Linked DNA regions of Manis pentadactyla: region 1 is linked to region 2. A link is a contact called in public Hi-C data. All regions are on one chromosome and are shown on one strand. Each heading gives the region's core, a stretch centred on a gene start, on an enhancer-like site or on the middle of the called end of the contact. The rest is flanking DNA. Distances are from core to core; before and after follow the strand shown. Region 1 holds the start of PDGFRA (platelet derived growth factor receptor alpha). Region 2 holds the start of LNX1 (ligand of numb-protein X 1).

The links. A called contact is a pair of places that touch in the nucleus more often than the background predicts.
Region 1: a Hi-C map of skin fibroblasts shows a contact between it and region 2, with 3 times the contacts expected there. The contact joins the promoter of PDGFRA here to the promoter of LNX1 in region 2. A contact is called at or near these places in 3 of 3 Hi-C or Micro-C datasets (blood, fibroblasts and skin fibroblasts).

Annotation. Positions count from the first base shown.
Region 1 is chr5:43,305,488-43,310,446 of mManPen7.hap1, reverse strand. PDGFRA (platelet derived growth factor receptor alpha) reads right to left here and starts at 2,934. Exons shown (of 23, transcript XM_057502228.1): 1 at 2,776-2,934.
Region 2 is chr5:42,833,253-42,838,166 of mManPen7.hap1, reverse strand. It overlaps LNX1 (ligand of numb-protein X 1), which reads left to right and starts at 3,015. Exons shown (of 12, transcript XM_036895260.2): 1 at 3,015-3,325.

The DNA of each region.
Region 1 (4,959 bases), core at 1,685-4,184, 470 kb before region 2:
CCCCACCCCGCGGCCTCTTCAAAATAAAAGTTTCTCTACAACTCCGTGCGCTCTGAATCTCTCAGCCTCCAGATTGCGCCGTCGCTTTTCGCTCTTACTCAATCAGGGGGTCCAGCCCCAACCCCCAGATTTCGACAACAACTAGGGGGAGGAGAGAAGCAGACCAGATGGGGTGGGAGTGATGGAAGGGGGAGGTGTTGATGGTCTGCCGGGAAGAGGTTCGTGAAAATACAAACTGCCCATCATTTCCAGACTGAGTTTGCCTCCTGATTTGGGGGATATTTAACTACACTACTGTATTACTTTGAATACCCTTTGAAAGAAAGAAAAGAACACGTAAAATTGCTGTTCACCCCCAGAGAGATATAAATCTGGAATCAAGACGGTCCCTTTCTGTACAAATTTCTAACCCAAATAGAAATGGGGCCAAATAGAAATCTCCAAGCGGTTGCGCTGTTTTGAACCTGGGCTCTTTTCAGGGAAAGTGTCGTGTGGTTGCTAATCCTTTTATGAGACAAAGTAAACTGTTGAGTCCAATATGAAAATAATGGAATTTTTTCTTTAAAAAAGGGTTTGTAAGAGGGTACAGAGAATCGAGGGTCTGCGTAGACGTTCTCCGACAGAACGACCTTTACTCCTTTGCAGCCACTTAATCTTGTCGTGCCTTTGTTTTCGGGGTTATCTGGGCGAGGCTGTCCTGGTTTCTATCACGCACACAGAAGGCCCACACTTGGGCGTTTGGGGAATTGTCCACACAACAAGCATGCCACCCCCACGTTACTTCACTTTCCCGCGTTCCCCGCAGCCGCGTGGGTCCGACCTTCCCAATGCCCTGCGGTTGACAGCGGGGCCCCAAACCCTATGCCCAATGCGTGAGGCGAGTGCCCGGGGAGAACGATCTTGCTCGCGAAGGAAAGGGGGCGCTGACGCTCCAGGAACCAGACCTGCGCGGAGAGGGGCCGGCGAGCTAGAGCGGGGGAGGGGAACGCGTCCCGTTCCGCGCCTTCTCTAAGTTTGATTTCGCTTTCAAGGTGGAGGGGTTCATTATCCCCACACGCATCTCCCCACACTCAGAATGGCTCGGACGGCCAAGATGAGCCTGGAACGTCAGACAACAACGTCAGACAGCCATCACCTTCTCCCTCTCCTCAGGAGGGTGGCGGCGGGAGGGCTGGCAGGGAAAGGTCACAGAAAAGTGCTCCAAGGGGTGCTGTACTTAACTGGAACGGGCTCCGGGAGTGTCAGCCTCGGGAAGACTCCTGGGGCTGAGCTGGGGGCCCCATTCCCCCAGCCCTTCTGCGCGCCCGCCTCTCGTGCATCTTCAGCTTGGGTGACTGCGCTGCTCACTATTACTTCCACATGTTCCTTCAGGAAATCACTGAAGGCAAATCTATGAACAGCCCCTTGTTCGAAATACTAACAGGATACCGTAATGTTTGTAGATTATGAACGGGGCCTGACGACCCTCAAAAAAATCTGTGCGGAATAATAGGAAAAAGCGGGTGCTAGCTGTCTTGTAACTAATGAAAACAAGTTGAGATCTAGGTTTTTATACCAAGTACCCAGGAGGGTAGGAGGTGAAGCAAGGACCTACCCAGGAAGGCTTGCTCTGCTTCCAGGGAACTGCCAGCCCAGTCGCGCCGGGGTCTCGTGAAAGCAAGGCCCCAGCGCTCCCCGCCCACAAATGGTAACTTAACAGTTCATTTCAGTGACGCATAAAGGGACTCGAAAGGCAGGCTGCGCTGAGTGTCTTCGGGCCGTAACTTCTCGCAGGTTTAAAGCAGTGAGAATGGATGAGCAAGTGAGTGCCCAGTTGTCCTTCTGGTAGTAATTACCTGCCTAATTTGAAAGATGCCTTTGTTATGATCATTAACAAACATTTGCTAAAGGTTTCCATGTGTGACATTCCAGAAGGTTTAAAGGACTGGGGAACTGACTCCCTGGATAGCGCACCGGTGGGGGGTGGCGCAGGGAAGCAAATGGTTGGGCCGAACAAAAATGGAGAGAGGTCAACATCTGCCTCCCTTGCAAAAGCAAAATAAACCCTGTGGTCCGGAGCAACCTCGGGGCTGCAGGCCCTCGGAAAGAGGCGGTTGGTTCCTTAAAAGAAGCCCTGCCCGCGCAGCCCCCCGCCACACCGCCCCGCCCACTCCCCTAGGCGGGTTTGAATCTAGCTGCCCGCCCACTACCACCCCGCTGAAGCTGAGGGAGAGGTCTGGTCGGCGCGAATCGGCCTGCCGGCGTGTGGGGCGGAGGCCTGCCCAGCAGCGCTTCTCCCGTGTTGTTCTAAGATCTCTCCAGATTGCTCCCCCGACGCCCGGGGTCCTGGGTGGTCCTAGAACCTCAGCAGGCTGGAAGCGCTGCCTGGCCAAGGCAGACTGCGGGGTCTTTTCTCTTCCTTGGCTTCTGCCTGGGGCACCGCGGGGAGTCAGGCCACCCTATGCGCTGCGGGAGTGGATTTTGCCGGCCTCGGCCGCTGTGCGAGGGTCCCAGGCCGAACCCGAACTTTGATTTTCAACCTTTTGTGCTTTTCCTTTGAGTGATCATCGGGGTTAGGAATGAGGATTTTCTCCCCAAACCGGAGTCCAGGCAGCTCTGACCCTCAGGAAAGAGGCCCAACTGCGGAGCTGAGCTGGAAGTGCAAGTTCGGTGAAAGCGGTTTGCCGCGCGGTGTTTGGGGCACGGCCTCGCACATCTAGGCCCGCAGGCGACAGGAAGTTGGGTGCAAGGCATAGAGATAAAATACAACCAGCCATCAGAAAGAGGCCCTCAAACTTACTACAACCAAATCAAAATGTTCCCTGTGAGCAAACCCCAATCTGCCCGGCCCTGCCCTCCGGGCCCGCTCTCCCCCGCGGCGGCAGCCCTGGGCCTCACACCTTCGGTTTTGGAGGGCGTGTCCGGCTTAGCTGGCTCTTTGCTTCTCCCCTGCCTCTTTGCTCTCCAGCTCCACGCCCCCACAATTCTGTCCTTGGAGAATTCAGAAGGTCCTTTTGCTGTAGAAGACTTTACGGTTGTAGCAGTTATCAAAGCCGTTAGTGATGAAAATCACATTTAAACAAACTTGTGATTTTTTTTTTCTCCAAATGAAGTGGATAGGGTGGAGGCCCATTTCTAGCTTCAGGATTTGAAAACGACGGGCCGGTTTGTGGTTTGCAAAAGAAAACGGCGCCAACTGCCCCTTCCCCCACTCCTTCAATTCTTGACTACGCCAGGGGGAGCCGCCTCTCTGGGCCCGTCGAAGGCACCGTGGTCGCAAAGGCTCGGGGGAGGGAGGAGGCGTGCGGATGTGGTGCCCAGATGTGGGGACTCGCGGGAGAGGGGCGAGGACTCCGCCCTTGCCTCGGATCTGCCCCAGCTGAGGCTTGGAAGCTTACGCTCAGAATGCAGAGACCCGAGTCTTGGAAAAGCAGCAGGAAGGGTTCTCTAACGGGGTCCGGACTGGCGAGTGTAATGGGCCTGACGGTTTTCTCTCCGGACTTCTGGCACACTCCTTCCCTGGTGGCTGGCTGGCTAAGTGTGCCGGGTGTCTTCTGGCTTCCTTGGGGCGCTCTCTCCAGAGATTTGTCTCCAGAGAGAAGTAGAAAACAGTTCTCTTTGGCTGATGGCCAGTGACAGCTGCCCCCCTCCTAGGGCTCCTAAGGCCACAGCCTGCCTACTGACCTGCGGACCAGGGTCTGTGGCCCACACAGCCCAGGTGGGCCTATGGCCCAAAGTTGGGAAACGTGGTAGGACTGGACCCCCTCTGGAGCCGGATTTTTTTGATACCCTTATTTTAGGGAGAGAGCCCCACTTCCTCAATCTACTTTTGTGCCTCCGACTCCCCCACCTCCTCTTTAGACCTTAGCTTTTAGTTACTTTTAATTTGAAAACCCAAGTGAGGGGAGAGGGAGGGAATGATTGGGAGGTCTGCTCTTTATTAGGGGCCTCAGAGTCCAGCTTTCCAACACACAGCTGTGGTTTGGGAGGGGAAGGAGGGCTGGCTCTGTTTAGGTCAGCCTGACTGAAGAAAGGGCCTTGTCCTCTGGAAGTCTCAGGAGTACAGCAAGGCCCTGTGATGTTTTTAAAAAAAAAGAAAAAAACTTCCAGCAGAGGCGGTATAAAGTGGAAAGCCAATGGAACCTGGGTTCCATAATTACATTAATTATAGTATATAAGTTTGAATATGAGCTACATTAGAGTATTATTTAATCTCCAAGACAACCCTGTGGGTTATACATGATTACCCCCATTTAATAGATGAGCAAACAAAGTCAGAAGGGTTAAGCAATTTGCATACAGCAGTGCCAGGATCTGCTTAACCGTGTCCCGCTTCCCGTTACTGCATGCTATGGTCAAGACAAGTTGTGTCCTTAGCCTCAGTTTCCTCATCTGTATGAATGAATATAATGTCTGCATTACGTCCCTGGATTATTGTGACAACTAAATGAGTTGATGCATATGAAGCCCAGAAAGGAGCAAAATAAATTTTACCATTCTCTTTCTCCTTCAGGCTTTTCCGCAGGCAAGGTTAGGCACTGTTACCTCATCCCCAGTTCACTTGGATTGACCCCAAGAGCTAGGTGGAGGCTAATCTAGTTCTCTATTTCATTTTCCCAATTAAGGGTGGGGTGGGGAGTACCTTGGTTCCCAGCTATTACTCCTGAATGTCTGAGGCCTGCTCAAAAACCAGTCCCTGGGCAGGAAGGCAGGTGGAGGTGGATCCAGGAAGGATCAGAAAAAGCAACTGAAAATGAGAGGACGAGTCTGGCATCACCAACAAAGGGTTTGTAAGGAAGCCAGGAAGGAGAACACTGAGGCCTCAGTCTCGAAATCTAGAGTACAGACCGTGAGGGAGCCCTGTGGGTGTCCTGTGGGGTTGGCACCAAATACCCTGACTTCAAGAGGAAGTTATCCTGTTCACACATCTCACACACAGACCTCCCCCTAACCCCAGTTTTGGAAGAGTTTCTTTTCCAT
Region 2 (4,914 bases), core at 1,766-4,265:
GGGAGACCAGCTGGGAGAGTACCACAGCAATCCAGGTGAGGGCTGGGGGAAGGTGGGCATCGCGGGTGGCGGGCAGGAGGCAGTGGTTGCTATCAATACGGATCTTGGAGGTGGGGTTGACAGCACATACTCCTCGATTGGATGTGTGACTGGAGAGGCTGAGTGAGGGTGACTTCCTGTCACCTGGGTGGAGGGAAGGGCCATTTACTGAGATGGAAGGGAACAGGGGGAACGGCAAGTGGAGATGAGGGACTGGCTTTGCGTGTGTGAAGTCTGAGATGCTGTGAGACGCAGGAATGCAGCTGGAAATTCAGAAGAGAGGTCTGAGCCAGGATACAGATGTGGGGGTTGTAGGCACAGAGATGGTATTTAGGGCCTCAGAGTGGAGCTTCAGACTCCTCACTGCCTCCCCTATTCGTTGGCATGGGTGGGTAAGCTCTGAGTTTACATGCTTAGAGAGGGGAAAGGAAAGCAATTGGTGCCTAATGGTTCAAATGAACCATTTCCTGCTTCCTATTGTGATAAATCCATGTTCACCCTGAACATCTTGAAGGGTAAAAATGGGCCTGAGAGAAAGCTAGCTCAGGTTTTGATTTCTCTATCACAGAATACTGAAACATCTCTGTCATTTTATATTCTTCAGATTTAATATCCCTCCCTCAAAATGCATAAAAAATAAGGACATTTTCTTTGGGCACAACTAGGCATGTTACTTTTCTGAGACACTCAACAAATGGGCCATTTTTCCTTGCATGGTGAAGGTATATGTGCTTTCCCATAATGATCAGGATTTTAATTGCATCTGGACACTTCTGCTGAGTTGGAGCCTGTCACTCACCTGGGATGTCCCACACCAAACAGAAAGGATGCTCTAAAACCATGGAGTTTGAGCAGACCCAGGTCTCTCCACACGGAGCTGCCAGGGAGTGAGTAATTCTGGCTTTGGAGAGGGCACATTTGTAAAGCTAAATTAATATGTCCTGTTTTACATCTGTGACTTCTCTCTGTTTCCAGTTTTAAATAGTTAACTGCTGTGGTTACATGACCATGCAAAAAAATTTTTTGGAGGTGTGTGTTTATTGTCAATCCCGGAATGGACTCAACTCTTGGAACCAATTCAATCAGTACTGATCCAGATGCTTACAGGAATGAAGGAGAAATCAAATCCATCTACCTTACCTCTCTGAATGGAAAACCCCAAGGCTTCTGAAAGTCCCCAAATCTGCTATCTTTATTTTCTGGGGATGAAAAGCTGTGAAGCAGATGAGGAACATGAAAGCTCCCATTTCACCAGCTACTTTCCAGTGTTTTTGTTTTTTTTGTTTCATATAATAAGGTCGAAAAGGCCCCTTTGACTGTTGTAAATTGCCCTTCCTCATCAAAGACCTCAAAGACTGGGGCCTGTAAACGTATCTAGACACTGTGTTTGGTAGTAAACCACTGGGAAAGAAAACTGAAATGATATCTAAACTAAATGCCCAGACCCTTTCCAGTCTCCTATATGACCATAATTTCAGTCATAAGTCTGTCATCTCTGTTGAGAACAAAAGGCTGACCAACCTCAAGTTTTAAGGCTTATGTGGCCCCAGAGCAAAATACCTCAGGACTCCACCAAACTAAATCCAAGGGTAAAAAGGGTGAGCAGCTGCCCTGATGTCACAACTCCTTCATTTACAAAAATAGATCACTTGGACCCCTCTGGGGGCATCTCCCTGCCTCCTAATTAATGGTTTTGCTTTCCTTTGACCAGTGGCTAGCTTCACTGGGAACTGCCGTGGCACAGGAGAACTAAATGCTGATAATGGCAAGTAAAGATGAAGCCAATAAAAACATAAAATGTTGCAGTTTGACCTCAGGACTGAAAACACATGTGCCCATATCTTACCACTAAGTGGAAGTTTCCAGGCCAGGAATTTAGTGTTGTTCATCCTGTGGATTTTTGATTAAAAGAATTTGGAACTGTTAGGCTCCTAAAGTCAGAAGGAAAAACTCAATCAGTCCATGACCAGAGCCACCCAAAGGCCAAGAGATTTACAGGGCACCTCCTTGTGGGTAAATTAGAATCCCAGAGGAGAGCCGGCAGCACCGCTCAGAGTAGAGGGGCGGGGGTGCCCAGCCTTTCGTATGTCCTCTAATTCACAACTCTGGGGGCAGGCTGCTAACTAATCAGTGACCATGTTTCTGTTTAGAGCTAATCTTCAGCCATCACCAGAGCTGTTAGACGATGGAGGTGCTCAAGTTGAGCACTGGGAAAAGCAAGGCGCAGGAAAGCACACTTCCAGAAAGGCGACTTTTATACTTTCAACCAGCTGGGTCACTTTTCAGGGGTGATTTAATCCCTAGAATCCTCATTTTTTTTCATCTACAAAATGGGAATGGTAATTATAGGATTGTGTTAAAAATTAAATGAAATAATGCAGGCCAGGTAGTTAGCACAGGACCCGGCAGACAGTTAAGTGCACAATAAACATCAGCAAAGACTCTGTTGGCCCTGCTGCTGATGTTGATGTTGCAGAGTAAGCAGAAAATATCCTTATTTAAACAATAATCCTGTATCTTTAGAGTTAAAAGTCTTAACTAGTGTCACTGTAAAGTTGCTCATTCTTTTTCTTTGTCTACTAGCATTAGCCAATGTTCAGTTATAGGGACACTGCCCATGGAAAATCTTTGAAAGTTTTGGCAAGGCACTGGAATGGAACAGGATTGCTTGATTGGTCTGGGATTGATTTCAGTGCACGCTTCTTGGCATATGTAAAAGAAAAAAGATGCCCAGGTTTCTGAGGCCCAACTAGGCAGTAGCCCCTAACTACAGAGGAACTGATCCTGGCATGATGGTGTCTCAGGCCTAGTGATGACCTGAGGTGCAGTGACCCTGTGTTTATTTCCTTGTTGATTTCCCTTTCCTGGCTCCAAGCTCATTTTCCCAGTGCCTGCAGGAAAACAACATCCAGGGGTGTGGTAGGCCTGACTTGGCAGCCCTACAGGTGAACAAAAGGATCCCAGCTTTGTCAAGAGCAGAAGGAAGTTCAAAGAAGCCCCAGCCCCATCCAAAGCAGAGCAGATCTGTCCCGGATGCTCAGGAGTGGCTGCTCTGTGGGGCTGCTCTCAGGGCTATGGATCAGCATTACGCGAAGCATTGCAGAAGGGGCAGGGGGTGAGCTGCGGACACCAGGGCAGGGTGGTTTTCCTGCATGCCCCGAAGACGAACATAAGAGAGAAAAAGAAAATTGTCTTGGGCTGCTGCTGAGTCAGAAGAGCTCAGCTCCCAAACAGACTGTCCCCTGAGGCCTCACACAGCTGAGGACTGATCCGCAATGCAGAAAAGGTAAGAGGCCTGGTTCTTCCACCAGGTCACATCTCACGGAGTTTGTTAAAACTGCCCCTGACTCCTGCAGCCAGGCCTCCTACCCTACCCCTAACCCGCACGCACACACACACACCCAAGTTGTTGAGAACAACATGGGAGATAGAAATACCTAGTTATGTCTGTTTCAAAACACTCTAGAAAGGCCTTAGGACATTTATTCTCTTTATGTCCATTTTTTTCCCCCCACTGGTCTTCATGGAAACCTTCTTCCTTTACTTTCAATAATAAAAAGTGCTTTTTATTTTATTTTTACTGGCCAGACAGATCAGTAAAAACAAGCAATCCCATTAATGGTGACTGGATAACATTATTCTTTGTCAGTATTCAAACACATCCCCAGGTTTTGTTTCATTTCCCAGTAGGAATAGGCTTGCCATTGCTGTTTAACGCATGCAGAGACTTGGGTCCAGAGAAATTGTGATTTGCCCAACAGCATGTAGGTGGGTGAGTGACAGACAGCACACTTGTTTCCATTACTGCCTCTTTTCAGTAGAATGGTGACTCTATTTTCTCAAGCAAATAGGAGACTACATTCTCTGCCACATATTCTAGCAACTGATGTGAAGAGAGGATGGAATTTTAGAAACTGGAACTCTCCTGGAAAATCCAGAAAATAGTCACAGTATCCAGTAAAATATGCTACTTACCCATGTTGACTTCTATCCCTGGCATTGAATCCAGTTCAACATATGTTGATAAACTAGGTCCTCTGGGCCCATCACTGGGTCATGTGCCAGGGCAGGTGCAGATTCTGTGCCTGAGGAGTGCTGAGGGATAGCAGGGTGGAGGCTAGGGGCTTGGGGCTGATGCTGGATTGAGGGGAGCTTCCCACCTGGCTTACCCTAAAGTGGGCACGGACTGAGGCAGAGAATTTCAGATCAGTGTCACTCCCCATGCTGGAGTTGGCTCAGTGAACATTAAAGCAAGGCTGTGGCAACAGAGCAGGGGATGAGGAGCCTTTTCTGGGAACTAAACCGTCTGAACTTAAATACTGGTTCCACTACCCACTAGCTCTGTGACCTCAGTTTTCAGATATGTAAAGGGGAATAATTACAATACCTATCTCAATGGAGTTGTCCTAAGGTTTAGATGGTAATGCATGTGAAGCATTTGATGGCACATAATAAGTGCTCAATAAATACTAACAATTATAATTACCATGTGCCTGGCTCTGTGGAGATGTTGGGATATATGTAAGAGGTGCCCTGCCCTCAATTTGTTCAGACCAAAACATTGTGAGTTAGTTGTGTGCAACTAATTATATGCAGTGTGATAAGTGCTCTGGGATCCTGATGGAAGGATCTGCTAAGTCTGTGTACTTTGGAGTGAATGTTCTGGGCAGCCCATTGGGGAGATGGGAGGAGGTCTCATGTAGAGGCCTTGTGTCCCAGAAGGTGGGTGTAGGACAGTGAAAAGACCTGAGAAGATTTTATTTTGAATCCCAACTTTATCCTCTGTCAGATGCATATGGTATGACTGTCTTAGTCTGCTAGGGCTGCCATAAGAAAATACCACAATGTAGGTGGCTTAAAAAACAGAACTGTATT